Linked DNA regions of Drosophila melanogaster: region 2 is linked to region 1. A link is a contact called in public Hi-C data. All regions are on one chromosome and are shown on one strand. The core of a region is the stretch at or near the end of the contact, and the rest is flanking DNA. Distances in the headings are between cores, read along the strand shown. Region 1 holds the start of yuri (yuri gagarin). Region 2 holds the start of Lrch (Leucine-rich-repeats and calponin homology domain protein).

Region 1 (4,827 bases), core at 851-3,350:
CACTCATCTTCAAATCGCCAGGGCTTGCACACTAACTGAAAAACACAATCTGCAGCTCGGACGGAATGGCCTGAGCATACGAGCGGCATTGATATGGCGGATACTGACCACGATTATAGATGACCGCCAGCCAATAACCCGAATACATAAATATATCAATTAGTGCGCCCCGAATCGTAAAATTTCGTTTCGCAACCCATTTTGTAAGCCTGACATTCAAAATTCAACAGTTAAAAATGCTATTGGATAAGGCACCACCATAATTATTATCCCTCTAATATATTTCTTGATATTCTCTAATTACTGTTTATGGTCATTTCTTTGCGCATAACAAGTGTATAGCAGTAAGCCCAAACAACCACATACACACCTGCTCCACCACCACCCCATTCAGAGCCACAACCACACACACCACATCCACCCACAAGAATCGTACGCAAAGCAAGATAAGAGAAATAATGCATAATGCAGCCCCTAATTGTAAGCAGCTGAGTAAAAAGGTAAAGAAGCAACAACAGAAATATAAGCAAGAAAATATTAATAACTATAAATATAGCTAAAGTAATAAATTTATAAATGAATTATGAATTTTAGAGAGCGTTTGATGTACATTTATACGTCGTCTGTTTCAATCCAAATAAAAACATTCATCCCACGTTTTGAGATGCGTGTGAACAGAACGTAAGGATTGCAATGACTATTCATATTCCTCTATCTTCATTTTTTGTGTACGCCCAAAGCAACGTGAAGTGATTATGATAATCTGTACGAAAAAGTTGTTTTATCTATTAGTTGATATGTGGGAATCGATTCCAGGCATATGTAGGCAACACTTCTGTAATGGATTTGAGTTAAGTAGGACACACATAGAATTGATTTTGAAAAACAATTTAACGCCGAACCGAAAGCACGAAAACGGAAGCAAGCAAACGCGATCTAAACACTGTAAATAAATTTTGTTCTTACATAAAAGAGAAATCGATATAAATAAAACGTATAATGAGCGTTAACACAGTTGTTGTCTATCTTTTAAAAGGATTTTAAAATATTTTCAATGAAATGCTTTTATTCGCCTGTACAATAAAACGAACTTGGTAACAATTTAAATCTGCAAAAAATCTACTGTTTTCAATTGGTGCCCAACATATTGTGCTAATCGTGTAAAATTTGGGATGGGCAATAAGACTTAAGGATTGGCATAATCATTCTCTGAATCATTCGAAATTTTTTAGTTCTTAATCTTTAAAATTCATGGTTTTTGCAGCTTTTTTCCAGCTATTGTGTAACCGCGTTGAACGACCATATCGGAGTTATCAATGCGACCAAACAAACTTATCCATGGGCAAATATACACCGGATGAGTTAACAATTATACGAAATTGGCAGAACCCCGAAACCGCAACTTGGGCAAACAGCGATGACTTTCGCATATTGTGTAAGATACATACATACATATGTATATCGTGAGCCCGGCCAGAAATTCAGAATGCTAAGTTCTTGGGTAAACACACGCAGCGATCCAATTCGATTCCCCGACGCACTGATAAGCGCTGAGAGTCCGTCGAGTTTTTCAACTCTCTAGAGAGCCGCTCTTGGCCGGTGGTGGTGGGGAGCGAGTGTGTGGAGCGGAGCGCTCAGTTCGGTTTCGTTGGCGATCGCGAACGGAGCGCAGACGAAACGCGCGGTATTTGGATCGTGGCAAGAAATAAAAACAACAACATGCTGAAACCGTATACTTAATACGCGTGTGTGTAGCTCAAAAACAAGAAAAATATAAATAAACAAAACTACATTGCTACGTCAGAAGACTGCAAACAAAAGATATGAACGCAGCGCGCTGAGCTGCTCTTGACGTCGCCGCCAAGGTTCGAATCAGATATATTTTCTCTATTTTTTATTTTTTTTTCCGCCCATTTTTGTGTTGTTTTTAATAAGCTTACAACTTTACAAGTGTTTTTTGTTGTGATTTTTGTACTTTCGTGAGTGATTTGTGATTTGCGATTTGCGTGCAGTTGAAGGCGAGGAGAACTGCATTCGATCTTTCCGATCAGCAGTGCCTTGAGATTGCCGCTTTCGAAGTGAACGTTTCGATGTAGAAACCTTAAAGTCATACTCATGTCTAATTACACAAGCTATTCCCTGGCCGACTAAATCAGCTCTTAGTAAGAAGAACGTGGTAATTACATTTTGAATTGATATCATGGCCAGTCGCCAAGCCGGTTTCGTCCTAGACGCCAAGTCCATGGGTCTGAATCCGTCGAGACCTGCATCATCGCCACCGCCACCACCATCATCTGCCAGTCAAATGTGTCGGCAAGTGCAGCCAACCGGAACGAGTGCCTCGCATCCACATCAAGAATCGACGCTAAAAGCCTCATCTCCTGATCGGTGCACTGCCAGCACCGAGGCGATGTCCACCGAACATTACCGCTGTCTGATCCAGAAGCTGCGGGATACCAACGGCGATGCTGGCGATATGAGCTTTGAGCTGAACAGCATATTTCTGAAGCGGCTGGACGAGATTGACTGCCTAGATGAGCACGAGGGTGATGACATGGTGAGATTCGTTGTAAATCAAGGATGGTATCCATTGAAACTAATTCCTAGCAAAATCCCCCTTGAGATAAATTATTTTATATGACCCATTTTCATACCCTTTTAGCACACTTGCCAGTTGCGTCTGGTCACTTTTCAGGAGTGGGTGGATTTCCTGCTCCACGTGAACAGCGTGATCCTGGGCAACGTGTCGGACTTGGAGAAGGAGGCGTACAGCAAGATCGTTGCCTGCTGTCAGTCTGTCCAAGTGCGACAACAGCATACCCTCGAGGAGAATCGTAGGCTGCGTGAGGACATTTGTGCGATCATAGAACGCGTGCAGCATTCTCCTCACTGCACCGACTTTGATTTCAATGGCATTTCCCTAGAGACACTGACCGTTAATCAATTGCGGGGCGTGGGAAAGGATCCCGCCCACGCGGAATGCGAGAGCGAGAAGGTAGGCCATAGATCCTTGAAGGGAAAAGGCGGCGGTGATTCCAATGTCAAGTGGGACCCGAAGTCGTCCCACAAGCGCGAGAACTCTAAATGATTGTCTCGCTAACTAAATACGTATATTTTGTGCTGCTCTTAATAAAATTTGATATTTTGTTCATCGATATTTAATGCTTGGCTTTGATTGGCGTTTAACTTTGTTCGCAGATGTCCGAGAGCATGAAGTCCTTAGTCGGCGAGATAGCCGCCAAGCATGACGAGATCGGCGAACTGAAGTCACAGATCAATGCCTTGGACGAGGTTGTACACACGGCCAGGCAGAAGTTACTTTTGAAGGATCAGTGCATAGCACAGCTCAATCAACAGGTGAGATATCCTATTGTGGCATTACTCAACCAGAAATCTGCATATGTGCATTGTGTGCTTATGGAAGGAATTTATTCAATTCGTTGTTTTAAAAACAAAAAACAAAAACATCATCGTCGTCAGGTGACGTTACTCATTATTGAGCTCAGTTTAATTATAGATTCATTGGAATACTTTTCTTATCGCTTAATCGGCTGCTTAAGCGTACAATCGAAAACCTAATCGAGTATCTTTTTAGTGAAATACCGAATTTCTTGGTAAAATTTTCAGTGTATTCAATCAAAAAGCACATCGAAACTTTCTAACTAGCTTTTTTTTAACATTCCAAATACCGTGAAAACAGCTGCACGAGATCACCCGGTGCATTGAGTCCAGAGATCAGGCCAAAATGGAGGAATCGCCCAACGATACACTGACCGCGGACGCGATTACAAGCGATATGCTCGAGAATCTCTCGATCCACGACACCCAGGAGAGCGAAATGCTGCGGCTGCTAAACGCGGAGCTCAATGATCTTCTCGATCTGCACAACAAACAGGAGTTCCAGACCATTGAGATTCGGCGAAAACGTGTGTCCTGCTTTATCGAAAAACTGGTGAGGGATTCGACTTACATATTTCTGAGCTTTAGCATATCCTCATTAATTACACCCTTCTTAATCAAAGGTATCCGAGCGTGAGGACACTCTGAAAAAACTCGAGAGCATTCGTAGTCATCTGACAATCCTTCAGTCAGACCTCGATCAATCCTGCCTAATCTCCGTTGATCCCGAATCAGGGCCCTGTGATCTGGACGCGGATGCTCAGATGCTGGAAGCTCTACGTAGACGCCTGCTCAACCTTAGCCAACTTAATCGAGAACTGCACGGAAAGTACCAGCGCCTGGACACCGAGTCGAAAAGTGGGTATATCCGATTCTCGATACTTTTGCTATAACTATTTCCCTATTTGCAAAAAGTCAAAATTTCAGAGCTGGAGGCGAGGATTGAATCGGAAAGCAGCGTTCTTCAAAGAAATAGCGATGTTCTAAGGGAGATCGCCGAACTCATCTGCTCGTTGGTGAGTTAAGACTCTTCTCTATTCTGCAGGATTGCAGGAAATGCATATTAAAAATATGTGCATCATTTCAGGGTTCCAAGGAGTTCTCCTACAACGAAATCTACGACGAATCCTCGAAAGAAAATCCATTTTGTACGACCATTGCGGATATGTTTGCACGGAAATTCGAGCAGGAGCAAAATCAAGTGGAAATTGTGAGTATCTGACGGCTTTGATTGCATCGCAAATAACCAATAGCCGATTCCAATAACCCCGGTTGTCATATCAAATGCAGGAATGCGATACGAAAACACCTTCCCAAACAAGGAAGCCAACCAAAACCACCAAAATCCCGGGAGCCACGGCAAAAACAAACAAACAACAACCAACACCTAAACCTTCAAACAAGCCAACGACAACTAAAACTATACCA
Region 2 (5,274 bases), core at 29-2,528, 2.1 Mb before region 1:
TTCCACTTTTGTTGTTGCTTTATTTTGGCGCGCAGGCAGCTATCTCACTCGCACTTAGGCGGCTGCTTTAAAACAGCTGACTGAGAGCAGATTTCTTTTCTTCTTTTTTTCGTTGAGCTTGAAAAACAAACAAGACCGCTTTTTGTTGTTGCTCTCGTTGGCCAGAACTTCGTTATATTTTCAAAAAATGCGGAACACAAATATGTATTGAATTAATTTTATGCGACTAACAAAATCACTCAAGGGTATTCTATTTATATAAATTCGTAACTTTTTATTTATAATTTTGTGTTGGGCTGCTTGCGCTGATATTCATCAGACTTAAACAAGATTAAATTGAATCAAATTGCTTATCAATTTGTGCATTTCACACACACACACACGCACGCTGTAGCTCTGTTCTATATTTTATTGTTGCTGCTGATTTGACACAGTTATAGAAGAGGGAACCATTAGAAGAGGGTGGGAAAAGGGACGCGAAAACGCACTCTTATTGGTGTGTGTTTACCGCACACACACACAGTACTTAAATAAACTGGAGTGCTTTACATACTGTGCTGTGCGAATACGATTTAGAAATATACGCGATTGGGATTTTACAATTTTACACAAATTTTAGATTTTTTTTGCACTTAGTTGGCGTTGCGTTGGAATTTTGTTGTTGCACTGAGTTAGCGATGGTAGCACAGCTCCAGTGCAGCGCGCCAATCGATAGTTGCGGCTATATTTTCCCGAGGTATTTTTAGAGTAATGCGGTCATACAAAAACACCCTGTAGGAAATTGGCGAATATTTATTCGTGAATATAAATATGTAAAATATGAAATTATGTCACCAATAATGGAAGCGTCGCTGAGCTTATTCAGATTTGTGATCTGAGCCCACACAACTGACAAATTAACGAATTTATAATTTAGTCTAACATGGTTTTTTAATATTCAACCAGTTTATTGCCGGGTTCCAATACCAGGTTACCTGGTCATTTGTTCATTTTTTCTTTAAGTAGTTATATGAAATGTTTCGGTGTAATAACGACTCAGTAATCTAATAATGCCCTAAATTTGAAGGGGCAAATGCTAAACGGTAGATCATTCTGAATAAACAAACATTACATTACATTATAAAATGTAAGATTGTTGACATTTCGAATTGCGATAAAAATGGAGCCAGTGTATCATCGGCGCACTGTGGTATTTTATCGATAGTACTCAAAGGCACGCCGATTTTAAACTAACAGCAACGTTTCCAGCGCTGCCCAAGTAGCATCCCATAAACCGATTCAGTTGTTTTTCGATTTTCGTTGTGCACTGTCGCTCGTCTGCTGCGTGAGCTTGTGCGTGTGTGAGTGCGCGTGTGTGCGAGGAGGCAAAGAAGAGGAAGCAAGAAGGAAGCCGCAAAAGGAAAATCCAATTCCGAGAAATCTTATCAATGAGCCAAGAAGACGTACACTAAATGAAAAATAATCGAGATGCGTGCGTTTCAATAGAGCAAATTTAGTTTCCAGTTTCGGTTTCTTTCGGCACTTCACTCCGTTTCCTTATCGGTGTGATAGTTTAGCGCGTGCGTGTGTGTGTGCAAGTGTGTGGAAGTGTCGCCACGCCTACACGGGAAATGGCAGCAACGGTTTACCAACGCCTACATAGCGTCGCAGTCGGCGTCGGCAGCGCCGCTGGCAGCGCCATCGGCAGCGGGTCGGCTTCCCTTCCAGGATCTGGAACAGGATCGGGATCTGGAATAGGCCACGCTGGAAACACCTCCTCCTCCACCTCGTCTGCCCTGCTTAGTCATTCCCAGCTGACGCGCTCCCTGGAAAGAATCCTGGAAGAAGCGCACTTCAGCGGCGAACTGATCCTGACCAATCGCAAGCTGAAGGACTTTCCCAGGACTGGAACGAAGTACTCACTTACCGACACTGTCATCGCAGGTGCGTACCGCTATTGTATAGTGTATATTCGTAAGGGAGAACAAAGAAAAGGTGTTCTTCAAGCCGGTTTCGTAGCTCCGGAAAAAATTGGGTTTTCATTACTTCCTAAGTAAAGTTTAAACTGTTCTTAATAATACTTAATGTACGAAGTTAATAACATTTTATTGGAAAAAGCATACATTTTTATATTACAAAGTTAAATGGTATTAAAGTTGATTAGAAAATTGTTAGTTATAAAGTTTTCTTTTGACGTCAGAAAAAGTAAAAGTAGAGTTTACATATGTACAAGTACTGATAAAGCAATTAAATTAGTTGCTTATCGAAAATGTTTGGCGTATGTGTATACCTTTAGGGTGCGGCATTTAAGCAAAGGAGGTTTGTTGCCGGTGAGCTAACGAAGTTTTTCCATCTCCATTGCAGTGGCGAATTTTCCTTTTGTTGCTTGAAAATCAATAATTTGCAGCAGCCGTCGGAGGTTCATCCTTTTCCTCCTTTTCTGTCCTCCCATCAGCTGCTCTTTCTCTCTGCGGCTCTCCCATTCTCTCCCTTTTCGGACTGCGCTCAAGGACAATAATTACCGCCGTTATTCGCTCTTCGCCACTTTGCACTATTCGTGTTATCCTTATTTATTTTTATTTTCGCCGCAGCCGGCACGAAAATTTTGTCGAAGTTCAACCAACTTTCGTTTTTGTTAGGACCAAAAAATATGCACCAGCGGAGAAATAGTAAATGGGAAATACCCACCCAGAAAATTCACCGCCCTCTCGCAGGACCCCGCCCCCTCTCACAGCTGCTGCTACCCTCGAACAGATGTTCTCACAACGGGACATGTCTCTCATCGATTTTCACTTGTGTTTGTTGTATACACATACAGTAAACGCTCTGAAAGGCGAAAGGATACGTAGATAAGGTTAGTTGTCATTCTAATCGCTGAAAAAGCGAGATATGGCAATTTTCCATCTAACAATACTTCACAGATCGAAGATTATGTTCATTGAAACGAGACAGATTATAAACTACAAAATTATTTTAGTTTATTTCTTTTAATTACTTACACAAAGTAAATTCCAACTATGAGATGTTATTATTAATTTTAAGACTTATTATGAACGTGGAATGTCACCTTTCAGAGGACGCACTGTATTTTGATGTATTTTCGGTGGAAATGTCTGGAATAGAAGGAAACTTTTTATTTTTGGACTGCGAAGATTAATTGCCGTGGAAGAGAGATAAAAATAAATTGTGTCATAAATTGAAAACTAATTTGGTAAAAGAATAGGGAAAGAATTCAATAAAAATTCCACTTAGCCAGTGCCTTGGATGATGGATAATACCGGAATTGAAGAGCAACAAAAATAAACAAAATTCTCAGTTTGTCTACCATTAATTCAATTAAAATTACATTTTTATAAAGCAAACATAAATTGACTAATTAATGAAACTGAATTGAACAATGCACTTCGATATTGAAAAGAGTACGTAACAAATTTCGGAAGGTTTCAATTAAATTTAGGATACTAGAAGTGTTTAAAGAGATAAAACTTAATCTCCCCCTAACCTAGGAAACATATTTTTAATTTCCTTCCAATCCACTCCGCTCCCCGTTTTCCGCCTACGTGACTTGATTTTCGAATTAAGCTGTGACAATCCGTGACTTATGGCCACGCGCTATTTGTTCGAAATGGGGAAACGATCCCTTCTTCTTTGGAAAACCCTTCCCCACATGGAGAGCCAACGAGCTTCCGGTTTTTCGTTCATTTTCGAATAAGTTTCATGCGTTTTCTCACCAGCAATTGAGTCATCGACTGCGAAGGCGTGACTAATTACTAATTAAAATGCTGGATTTTTGGTGTGAATGGACATGTGGAAAATAGAAAACAGGGGGAATATTGAGATACGCTGAACCTCTCGTTAGGGGTTAATCTTTGGGGAAAATATTTGTAAATACACCCTAGCGAAGAACCTCTACAAATTGCCTCTTCGAGAACAATGAAGCCACCCTCGGCGAAGGGTTTTCGCAAGTGGGGGCGGTGGACTTTAAGAGGTGGCAACGGCTCTTAGCCTTAATGGCTTGCAACCACAAGGGTTTCGAGTTTCCAAGAAATCGATGATTCTAAAGCAAAAGAAAGTCAAAGAAACTGAAACAGAAAAAATGTGGGAGGGGGGGGGGGTGTATACACCGACCATTTTTCTTTTTTCTTTATTTGCACGCATGCCATTTGCAACCCCCGAAATGGCATGAAATTAAGGGGAATGGGCAGGCGCCTGTCAGCATTTCCTAAAATCATTTGTTGTTGCGGTGTGGGTGGGAGGTAGCCACACTTTTGTGCATTCCTTTGGGGCGTTTAATTAACACGCGTGTCACGCAAATCAAACAGAACCATAAACAAAAACCTAGACAAAGGACGGCACAAGAAAGAGTCAATCGAGTGAAGCGAAAAATCAACAGCAGGAAATTGTTTAAAGTAATTGCATCGAGAAGGAAAAAGCGCAAAACGGGTACAAAATTGCAGCTGGCCTCAGCAGAAATTGTGAGAAGAGAAGCCCAAGCAAATGCAAGAAGGTAGCAACAGCAGCAGCAGCGGCAGCAACATGCAGCAGCAACTTCAACTCGCAGCAGCAACAGCAGCTGCGCAGACCGCAAAGTTGGCGCCGGCTTAGGAATCAGCAGCTGACAAAGGTGCTGCCCACTTGGACTTTTTATAGCCATAAACAGGGAGTTTAGCGAAAACTGTTTCAGAATATAACAAACTCACTCAAAATAAATATATATATATGTATGGAAATGTAGCAGCAATGATCGTCTGGTGTCCTTCGTTACTGAGCGGTTTAACAGTGGCGCTCCCTTGGATATTTTATAGCCATAAAAAGGCCGTTTAGAATCTTTTGGATCAATTTGTCACAAAAAAAGGAATCCCCTGGTGTCCATCGTTACTAAGTGGATCCACAGTGTCATACTATAAAAAAGCAGTTTCGTTTCCTTACTTGTCCATTTAGCTTCGATTTGTTTAAAAATACCGATAAACAATATTAAGCTCTGGCAAAGTTTGAATTTTTAATAATATTTATTTATTTAATAACAAAACTGTAATTGCAGCCTGGTAACTGTTACGAAATTGAGAGGTTCATATTTTACGTCAAAACAATAATTCATATCATTAATAGCAAGCAGGGGTTCATAAGCTTTTTTAGTATACACTTGGATTGCATTTTCTTTTAGTCACAATACTCTTTTTTCCAGACTGAACAAAACGTCTGCCAAGTGACCGAGAACAAGAAATCTTTTCTGTTTGGGGAAGTCAAAGTACCGGCAAACAAAACAACAGCAAACTTATAGAGCGAGGGGAAATG

Evidence for each region. Hi-C and Micro-C count contacts between places; a contact is called where the count stands out from the background.
Region 2: a Hi-C map of the Kc167 cell line shows a contact between it and region 1, with 2.1 times the contacts expected there.

Annotation. Positions count from the first base shown.
Region 1 is chr2L:15,261,500-15,266,326 of dm6, reverse strand. It overlaps yuri (yuri gagarin), which reads left to right and starts at 2,100. Exons shown (of 12, transcript NM_165106.5): 1 at 2,100-2,557; 2 at 2,663-2,995; 3 at 3,199-3,357; 4 at 3,701-3,952; 5 at 4,023-4,257; 6 at 4,315-4,415; 7 at 4,487-4,609. The coding sequence starts at 2,201. It overlaps Cul3 (Cullin 3), which reads left to right. Exons shown (of 11, transcript NM_165111.3): 11 at 1-1,082.
Region 2 is chr2L:17,380,119-17,385,392 of dm6, reverse strand. Lrch (Leucine-rich-repeats and calponin homology domain protein) reads left to right here and starts at 1,278. Exons shown (of 7, transcript NM_165212.2): 1 at 1,278-1,923. The coding sequence starts at 1,611. CLIP-190 (Cytoplasmic linker protein 190) reads right to left here and starts at 693. Exons shown (of 17, transcript NM_165213.5): 1 at 554-693.